Regions from separate parts of the Mus musculus genome. Here regions 2 and 3 are each linked to region 1. A link is a contact called in public Hi-C and HiChIP or PLAC-seq data. All regions are on one chromosome and are shown on one strand. Each heading gives the region's core, a stretch centred on a gene start, on an enhancer-like site or on the middle of the called end of the contact. The rest is flanking DNA. Distances are from core to core; before and after follow the strand shown.

Region 1 (3,401 bases), core at 546-3,045:
AGACAACATTTTAAAACCCTAGGAACGTTCATGTGTGACAACTGTAAAAAGAGTTGCAGGCGACTGAGTCTGAACCATTCCTATGAAGGAGAAAGCAAGGAAACCCGGAAAAATATAGGAAGTCGGCCATTATGCTGCTGGTCGAGGAACTGCTACAGACAAAGCTGTATTCTTTCCTTAGGCCTAGGAGAGGAAAGATTAGAGCCCTTTGTGTTTCGGAATTCCATTCCTTAACTCTGCGGCCCCTGGCACTAATGGTGACTGGGAGTCGTTACGCAGTGTTTTGGTTCCTCAGAGGGCTCAAGTGCTTTCGGGAATGCCTGCCAATACAATTCACAAGAACACAAAACCTAAGGAGTGGGGTGAAGTAGGTCCCCAAATCCCTTCGTCAAAAATGCACATTTAAGCTTGGGCTCCGCCCACCCCCCAGTCATTGATGTCACTGTCTCACTTGTAGTTTACCACTTAATATCGATGCTGTTTTGATCACGAGCTTGGAGATTTGTCTTAAGCTACTCTCCTCCCTCCCTCCCAACTAACACCGTAATAGTTCCGCATTTTATCCAAAATATTTATTAATTAAACTTCTAAGGTCCTTGGGAGCCAGGTGCTATTTAGAGGGGAGGGGTCTTATTATTTTGAGATAGGCCAAAGGCCTCATAAATCGCAAATATGGGAAAGAATTTGAAACCTATTCTAAAAGGCTTTCAAATCCCAAGGCGACAAATGTCTTATTCTAAATATACCATCACATTCAGAGTAACGTGTGTTAACTTATTTAAAAAGATATAAAACCCAACAAAACCTCACATCTGCGATCCTCAGGCCCATCTAAAATAAATTCCACCGGTCAGGAATGTCTACGGGGTGGGGCAAGTAGAGTTACACGGATTTGGGCAGGAAGGGGAGGCTTCAGGCTTTCGCAGCAATTCCAGGATACTAGACAATTATGCCTAATTTCCTACGTTTTAATACATACAAAACCAGATTTCCCTTTCTTTCTTTTCTTTTTTTTTTTTTTTTTTTTGCTTTTTTTCACAAAAGCCAAACAGACAAGCTTGGATTCTGCCACACTGGCCGCCCCTACAGTGAGGAGGTCCCGAAGCGCCCCGGGGTGGATAGGGGTGGGGTGTGGTCCACCTCCCAGCAGGTTCCATCTCTACCATTGCTGACCCCGGCGGGGTCCACGGTCAGCATTTTTCCTGCTCTTGCTCGCTGTTGGCCTCGCCCTGATCTAATCGCTCCCCTAGGAGGTCGACAACGCTCAGAGGACAAATGCAAAGCGGACAAAGCAAATTAAGGAAAGGCGCCGCGAAGGCCCAAAGGGAGTCCTGGATCCCGGCCAGGGGTCTCGTGATGGGCGCGCTGGCGACCGCACCCTGGGCCTGTCCAAGCGGCCTCCCAAGCTGGCGGAAGCCGGCTACGCCCCGCAGGCTGGGCCCCGACCGGCCCTTCCACTCCGCCCTTCGGGACGCTCCGGGTTCCGAGGGCGCAGGCAAGGCGCCCATCCCCCGCGGCGCCATCTTGTTGTTTTCGTGCATTCCTCCTCCTCCTCCTCCTCGCCCCATCCCCACCCCACCCCACCCCATCCCGGCCACGTGGCGCGCGGCTGCGGAAGAGAAGGCCCCAGCCCAACTTCCGGCCAGACCGGTTCCAGCCGGTTGCGGGACTCAGACGCGCGGCTGCCCCCTGGTGGCCGGACGCGGCGCAGCGGGCCACGCCTTGCCTCCTCCGCCATTTGCTGCGCGGCGCGAGGCACGTCCACACTCTGCCGCCGCCGTCGTCATCCGCCGCCATCCCGAGGGTGCGCGGGTTGCGAGGGGGAGGATGACCCGCGTCAGGCGTGGGAACGCCTCTCTTCCGGAGTGATCAGAAGGTCGCTGCGGCAGAGACGGGCGCTTGGTGTAAAAACTTTACTCGTGCCGCCCGTCTGCCCACCGCAGCCTGTCCTGGGTATTCTGCTTTCTATGTGGATTTCTCGTTAGCGTTTCATTCCAGACTAGCATTTCTCGGGTGTGTGCTGTGGGCGGGGCCCGTGCGGTCTCTTACTTAGACATCCTAGGTGGCTCCCAGGATCACAGTGGTCACACCCGGGGTCACAGACCACTAAGGCGCGGGACGAGGAGCCTGCATCGGAATCTAGGGCAGCGGATGCTTTACTGTGAGGTTCTCTTGGTCAGCATCTTCAGGGACCTCCTTGGAGGTCTCCCCACACTCACCTAAACTGAAAGCTTTGGAGTGAAGGAGACCTGACAGACGTTTAACACGCTCCAAGGGCATTTTGAGACTTACTGAAGACCCTTTATGTACCTGGCAGCCCTTCTAATAATGACGATGCCTTGGGGTGGGGGTGCTAACGCCCGAGCCAGACTTTAATATGGGCAATTCATGTACTTTTCGCCTTGTACTCTCCCTGGCTCACTGCTTTGTCAGAGAGGAAGCTGGTTCCCATTTCCATGGACCGTGCTAGAGTTTTTGAAACAATCCAAATTGTACACGCATTCGCTTGTACGGTATATACATAAAAACGAAGCAAAGGCAACCAAGTTTCAACATGGTTCACCTCCAATAAAGGAGGTAGGTTGCCAGGGCGGACGGGAAAGGTTTGTTTTGTTTTTGTTTTTGTTTTTGTTTTTTTTTTTTGGGTAAGTGTAACTTTCCAACTTGAACTATTTCAGCATTTATTCCAAAGAAAATAAGGAGTTATATTCAGAACGGTGTTAGAGTTAAAACTAGAATCCAATCCAAATGGCTCCAGATTCCCTGCATTCTGTTGACTATAATATAAAAATCTACTTTAGCCGGGCGTGGTGGCGCACGCCTTTAATCCCAGCTCTCAGGAGGCAGAGGCAGGCGGATTTCTGAGTTCCAGGCCAGCATGGTCTACAAAGTGAGTTCCAGGACAGCCCAGGCTACACAGAGAAACCCTGTCTCGAAAAGCTGGGCGGTGGTGGCGCATGCCTTTAATCCCAGCACTTGGGAGGCAGAGGCAGGCGGATTTCTGAGTTTGAGGCCAGCCTGGTCTACAGAGTGAGTTCCAGGACAGCCAGGGCTATACAGAGAAACCCTGTCTTGAAAAACCAAAAAAAAAAAAAAAAAAAAAAAAAAAGAAAAAAGAAAACAAAAATCTACTTTAAACATAAAATGTTCAATAGACTTGTATTTCCAACAATAATAAGATTTATTTAAACATTTAGACTTCTGAACAAACCTCCCCTAACTGTGCTAGTTGTAATAGCACATTGTATGATAAAATAAAAGAAAATGAACCCAAAGCTTTTAATGATAACACTTTGCTCTCTGCCACCCTGTGTCAGGCTGGCCACAAGTTTCAACTCTATAGTAGTCGAAGAGCCCGACCCTGCTTGTCTCTACCTCCTAAATGCTGGGATCATGGGCCT
Region 2 (3,103 bases), core at 390-2,889, 290 kb before region 1:
CCTCACCCCACCCCCCCCACCCCTGGCCCAGGGATGGGTCCCTCTCTCAGTCATCCACAACCCTCTATGGATGCCAACATACTCAACATTCACCAGTATAAGCCCAGTACACAGTCCATGCCATCTAGGAGACAGTAGTAGCTGGCAGACAGAGAAATCTATGCTCAACCAGCTTTGACTCTGGGCTGATGACTAATCAGCTTCTGGGGGGGGGGGGGGCACGGCATCTTTTTTCTTGTTTAAAAAAGGCTTCAAGCGGGGCAGTGGTGGCCCACGCCTTTAATCCCAGCACTTGGGAGGCAGAGGCAGGCGGATTTCTGAGTACGAGGCCAGCCTGGTCTACAGAGTAAGTTCCAGGACAGTCAGGGCTACACAGAGAAACCCTGTCTCAAAAAACTAAAAAAAAAAAAAAAGGCTTCAAAAAGAGAGAACATTTTTAAATATTGAAAGAGCATTGTTACATAACTAACTGGTGACAAAAAGTGCCACTTCCCCTGCAGTCAAAGACCAAGCTTGACAAGACTCTTTCTACCGCCGTGTTTTTTCAGCTGTATCAAACTGTCTTGTCTGGTCCACCCACGAACGGAGCCTGCTCCGGAGCCCCTTGGGCTTCTCAGGCAATGAGCGAACTGGAGGTTTGGGACGCTGCTGACTTTGACTGCAATGAGTTTTGACGTGCTAAAGTCTGAGACAAATTTGGAATAGGAAAGCCTTCCCTCAGGCTCCTCCCAGGCCAAGACACAGAGCATCAGAAACACATGTTTTCATCTGAGCCTCCACGCAGCGGAAAGTGAAGATGGGCCGAAGTCCCAAAGACGGAAGTGGGGAAGGAGAAAGGTTCCAGGCGCTGTTAGGATGAGGACGCACAAGGTAGCCGCGGTCATGAGAAGAAAGATCCAAAGTTAATCAATAGAACCAGGGACAATACTGTTAAAAAGAAAAGGCGAGCCCCATAGCTTTTCAGGGTAAGGAGGCGAGCCCTCCTTCGGGCTCCACTGCAGGCCTTGGGCAGGAGCCTTTGGAAGGTACAGCTTGCGGATCGCCTGGGAGCCCGTTAGAAGTCAACATTTTCGAAATTCTATACGCTTATCGCGTGGGTAAAGTGTGAATGATTTATACCTAAAGTCAGCCTGGTGTATCCATCCATCTCTCCCTGCACTAACCGCCTTCACAGCATCTGTCTTACTAGAGCCATGTGCACACTATATGACCTGACTTAAGATGCATGCTCTGTAAGAAAAATACTTAACCCAAAACTCTTAGAATTGTTATTTAAATTTTGCCCCAAATATCCCATTTTTGGCTGCCTCCTCCTCTTCTTCTTCTTCCCTCCTCCTCCTTTAACAGAAGCAATTTTTAACTGAAGCCACAATTTCTAATTTTTGCTAGAGAGTTATTGACTAATTTGTGAGTCAAAAAGCTGGGTTTAGCCAGTTCCTGCTTTAGTGGAATGTGCCGTCCCCATCTTTCTGCAAATTACAAACACAGGGCTGTTGTCCATCGTAAACTCCTGGCTCAAGAAATCCAACTTTTCATCATAAATTCTGAGAGAAAAAGCTCGCCTGGGTGTCTCCTTCGCCTCAGCCTGTGTTCCCAGACAACTCACAGGCAACCCAGCCTATGGACGTCTCCCCAAAGGCTAACACTGCAGCTCTGCCAACAGCTGCAAGCTATAAATAGGACAGCTTGGGACAGTCGAAGGGGAGGGTCAAGAAACAAAATCTAATAAGTATTCAGATGCAATGGCCAAGAAAGCAGGGATGAAGAAGAAGAGAACTGGTGGAGAGCTGCAAACCGAAGGAACAGTCCACAGAAACGATGAGGAGCAGCTCAGCTGAGGGAAACTGAGGAAACCCATCAACCCAAGAACGACAGCTCCTTGATTAGAGTGGCTTTTTAAAATCTAGTTTTTGAGAATGTCATGCATGAATAGAATACGTTTTGATCAAGCCCATCCCATCTCCTCTTCCAACTCTTCCTTTACTGTCCCCACCCCTCACTGGTCCCTCCAGCATTGTATACTCTTTTTTAAACCCATTGAGTCTCCTTGCTACTGCCATCATGAGCATGGGTGTAGGGCCACTCACTGGAAGTCGGCCAGTCTATCGGTGTCCCAGCCAAAGAAAACTGACTCTCCTTCCTCAGTAGCTACCAATTCTCAACAGCTCCTCAGCGAGAGGCATGCCCCCAGCTATGCCCTACATTTGGCTGGCTTGATATTGTGCAGATCTTACCACGCTATTGTGCCTTTGGGTGGTGGGGAGGATGGGGACAAAGTCAAGCATCCAGATCCAGTGGCTCATTTGGGGCAAACACATAGGCAGCCTGAGTCTTTAGGGCAGTGACTTTCGCTAAACATGCTGTGTACCCCAAGTAGAGCATGGTTCTGCAAGGACAGCGCAGCAGCTTCACTATATCTTCAGTGTCACTTTCCCTAGCACACTGCATGTGCTTCCTTCCCCCTCACCATGGGGGGCTACAGCTCTGTTTCTTGTGGAAATAGTCCAGCAGTTCTCAACCTGTGGGTCACGACCCCTCTGGGGGTTGCCTATCAGGTATTTACATTAGGATTCATATCAGCAGCAAAATTACAGTCAGGAAGTAGCAATGAAATCATTTTCTGGTTGAAGTCACCGTAATGTGAAGAACTGTGTACTAAAAGATGGCTTTTAGCATTGGGAAGGTTGAGAACCACTGCCCTAGTCTGTTCGAGCAGCTATAACAAAACACCATCCACCAAGGGACTTAAAAACAACAGGAATGACCTACTTAAGGCTCTGAAGGCTTAGAAGCTGCAGATCAGGGCACCAGCAGAGTGGGTGCCCGATGAAGGCTTCCTTGTTCCTAGATGGTAGGGAGGGGCAAGGAACCTCTCTGGGGCCTCTTTTAGAGGTGTCGATCCTTTGTTCCTGGCTCTATACTCATGACCCAGTCACCTCCCTCGTGCCTAATTCTGTCACTTAAGGAATTAGTTTTAACATGTGAATTTGGCGAGTTCACAAGTATTCAGACCTCAGTACAACCTGAACACTGTCTTTATGTTAGTCTCTGTCAGGGCTCTATCCCCGGCACCTCCAGTGTTGCCTGGCCAGCTGATGTTTAT
Region 3 (3,275 bases), core at 400-2,899, 480 kb before region 1:
AAAGCAGCCCAGCCCCTGGGCTGGAAAGTTCAAGATTGGGGCCAAGGTATGCCAGGTAGGAACCTCATGAGGGATGCTGGGAGAACCTGGAGGGCCAGGTCTGCTTTGACAAGTAAAATGGGCACCTCAGTCCCATGTCCCGGGTCTGAAACCAAACACAGGCTTCTGAATTCCATTCTTTTGGTTGACAAACAAAGATAGGTGAGAAAAAAATTAACTTTATTTTGTATTTTGTTAGTGTGTTGTTGCAAGACAGGGTTTCTCTGTGGGGTCCTGGCTGTCCTGAAACACACTCTGTAGAGTGGACTGTCCTCAAACGCAAGAGATCTGCCTGCCTGGGACTAAAAGAGTATGTCCACATACATGGCTACAGATAGTTTTAGATGTCCCCCTTTATTGCTGTACCAGAACTTAAATAGTAGCTTCTTAAATGCCTCTGTACAATTGGGTGACCTTTTTGTGCACTGTTGTGGGGAAAAAAAAAAGGCATGTATATATCCTACGCTCTGAATAGGTCTTTGGCCCACTCCACTGCTTATTGATGGACCTTTGAGATAATCGGCATGTGTCATTAAACACTCACCATACCAGCACACATAATGTTGCTACTACCAATCGCATTAGAAAAGTATGGGCCAAGCCCATGGAGACAGATACACGCTTTCCAAACTTCTCACTTTGCCACCAAAGCCCTGTGAGGAGCTGGCAGGTGGGTGAGGAGATGGTTTGTACTTTTAGTCTCAGAACTCCTGCAGCCTCAGGCAAGAGCTAGGCAAATAAGCCCTAGTCAGATCCCAGCTGGGCAGCAGAGGGCAAGCTCGGTCTATCCTGTGACTACCTACCTCCGAGGAGGGGGAGGAGCCCAGCAGGTCACAGAGAGGAAGCCTCCAGAACCCAGCCCGCCTGACTCTAATTGGACCAGAGGCGAACACCTCCCAGTGTCCATCATTTTCCATATGTAACTGATCCCAATAGCAGAATTCAACAACCATTTATTGAGCATTTGTTATCTTCCAGATGGAGAGACCAGCAACAAAAGCATGAAACCAGCCAGACTAGTCTCAGATGGTGTTTCTGCTTTGGTGTTGAGCCCTGGGCTGGGGGGGTGGGGGGTGGGGGTGGGGGTGGGGTCAGTCCTTTTATGGAGACCAAGAGCCAAGGGTGGTAACCTCACATTGCTAAGGAGACTTGGGGTATGACCTTCTGGCTCCTTCACTCATTATATTCCACTCCTAGAATCTCAAGTGTCATCCAAAGGCAGTCAAACTGTCTAGTGGGCATTTCAGTTAGCTTACAAGAGAATTAATTATTGTGATTGAAATGTTGGGTCCCTCCTCAAGGACCCCTATGGTTGAAAAGTTGAATGAGTCATACAGCCTGTACCCTTTGATATAGAGGGGACAGGAGCAGACTTAAGATAGGATGGATTTTAAATAAAGTAATCTCCCCGACTCCCACTCTCTCATACCCCACCCCCCTACACACTCACTCACACACACACACACACAAACACACACACCACTGTCTTTAAAGCTCCATTCTTTCAAGGGTCTTCTAAAGAATTCTGGTCTCCTAGGAGTGCATTATAAAATGCAAATAACCCAGCAGGAGGCCACCTCTACCGCCTATTGACACTGGAGTTAGCTATTAGCACTTAGCCCTCCCTGGCTTCTCAATTGCCCAGATGAGCTCAACCGCCTACTGGCTCACCCTGCTAATGAAAAGCCCAACAAGCGAAAGCCCTCTGGTCCAGAAAAGAAGCTCCTTCCTGGATGTGAGCGCCTGGACGAGAAAGCCAGGGGAAACTTCCATACCTAACTCCGATACTAGCCCTCTAAAGCCTGTAGCTTGGAATCTAATCAGTCTAATCGGTCTCTGAGCTACTGACTGGAAGGACCTGGGAGCCAGACTTTGAGATGCCCTGAGCCCTGTCCTGAAGGCTGTGGGAGTCATTTTAGAACCTACCTCAAGTCCCTCCTAACCCTCCTCCCCCCCCCGCCCCCCCCCCCCAGTCAGCAAGTTCACAGAATTCCAAGTTATCAAGCGCCTCCCTGCCTGCCCTTCTGCCTCTTCCCTGGGCTCCCTCCGATCCTGGTGCCGCATCCTTGGCGGATGTAGCCTTCTCATACCCCTATGCCTACTTTTTATCTGTCAGCAAGACAGAAGATGCAGGAAGACCTCTAGGAAACCAGGAAGAGTGTGCTGGGAGTAGACGGAAGGAAGGCACCTCTGGATGCTTCGGGGTCGACACTGTTGCCTCCCTCAGATCCTCTTAACAGCTCTGGGAGGGGGACCAGGAGGGCTGGCTAGTTGAGGAGAGACACCCACAGACACCCTAATGTCCTCCCCAGAGCCATTCAGCCTCCCAGGAGCCGCCTCTCTTTGCTTTTGTATTTGAAATGGCTACTTATATGCAAAACTGAAAACACTCGGACAGTGAACAGTGTTGTATAAGCAGAAACCAATGCTTGTGAGCTAGCACTCAGCATTATGGTAGGTCGTGGCTCTGACTCTTGACATACGCTGTCTCTTTGAAGACAAAGGTTGTCCGGGCAGAGCCCTGTGGCTTTTCAGGGACACGCTTCCTTTTCTTTGGTCTAGTCATAAGGCATGGATGCTCCACTCTGGAATTCAACCAAATGTTTTAACAAGTCTCATCAACAAACACCCTCTAGCTACCCAGGCTAGGAGGAGGTTCTGGGGAAAGGCTTCTTGTCTATAGTTGGTTGACTGAGAACTTGTTACTTTCTGCCTGTCCTGCCTCCTCTGCTAGCCCTGGGTGTGGCTTTGCCTGCCTTAGGATTCCCCAGTCTTGCACATAGATCGATCAACCCATTCTGTCTCCTTACAATCATTCCCGTATATAGAGCCTGATTTTTTTTTTTTTTTAAGGAATTGAGCAGTGGCTCCAATTTCCCAAATAGTTTCGGGGAAACGCATTTTCTTTTACAGTTCGTGACAAGTGCCACAAGCCCAGGAGGGGCCTACTTATATTTGAGGGTACTGCCACAATACTAAGGATCATGGCTGGCTGCTTTCCCCTTCCTCTGAGCAGGCCCTGCTAGTCAAAACCAAAGGTTTACTGTTCCACAGAGCCGCACAACCCCAGCACGATAATTGGTTCTTAAATGAGCCTGGGACCCTCAGTTTATCCAGTCACAGTGAAGTCTAGATTTAGGGTCTGTGGTTAAGATAAAGAAGGAATCCCGCTGTTAGGCATGGATGACAACATGCATTTCCCTTCCCCTTGTCCTCTCAGCTACACGGAGACCCAA

Evidence for each region. A called contact is a pair of places that touch in the nucleus more often than the background predicts. HiChIP or PLAC-seq counts read pairs in DNA pulled down with a chosen protein or histone mark.
Region 2: a Hi-C map of uterus shows a contact between it and region 1, with 2.4 times the contacts expected there. The contact joins two enhancer-like sites. A contact is called at or near these places in 2 of 484 Hi-C or Micro-C datasets (both in uterus) and 1 of 115 datasets of contacts at active chromatin or transcription factors (embryonic stem cells).
Region 3: a contact with region 1 is called in an H3K27ac HiChIP or PLAC-seq map of stem cell-derived anterior neural progenitor cells, with 8 times the contacts expected there. The contact joins two enhancer-like sites. A contact is called at or near these places in 1 of 484 Hi-C or Micro-C datasets (embryonic stem cells) and 5 of 115 datasets of contacts at active chromatin or transcription factors (embryonic stem cells, epiblast stem cells, stem cell-derived anterior neural progenitor cells and 1 more).

The regions. Positions count from the first base shown.
Region 1 is chr7:73,616,831-73,620,231 of GRCm38.p6, forward strand. No RefSeq gene overlaps it. Among named protein-coding and RNA genes, the nearest start is that of Gm30149, 9.8 kb to the left of the region's middle. Within about 2 kb of position 1,796, at least 332 of the 459 cell types and tissues checked have an H3K27ac peak or open chromatin away from gene starts, as enhancers often do. A contact at or near this core is called in stem cell-derived anterior neural progenitor cells and uterus, where this site is marked.
Region 2 is chr7:73,325,767-73,328,869 of GRCm38.p6, forward strand. All of the region lies in intron 1 of A730056A06Rik (RIKEN cDNA A730056A06 gene), which reads right to left. Among named protein-coding and RNA genes, the nearest start is that of 4930429H19Rik, 17 kb to the left of the region's middle. Within about 2 kb of position 1,640, at least 36 of the 459 cell types and tissues checked have an H3K27ac peak or open chromatin away from gene starts, as enhancers often do. A contact at or near this core is called in uterus, where this site is marked.
Region 3 is chr7:73,137,617-73,140,891 of GRCm38.p6, forward strand. No RefSeq gene overlaps it. Among named protein-coding and RNA genes, the nearest start is that of Gm6567, 37 kb to the left of the region's middle. Within about 2 kb of position 1,650, at least 31 of the 459 cell types and tissues checked have an H3K27ac peak or open chromatin away from gene starts, as enhancers often do. A contact at or near this core is called in stem cell-derived anterior neural progenitor cells, where this site is marked.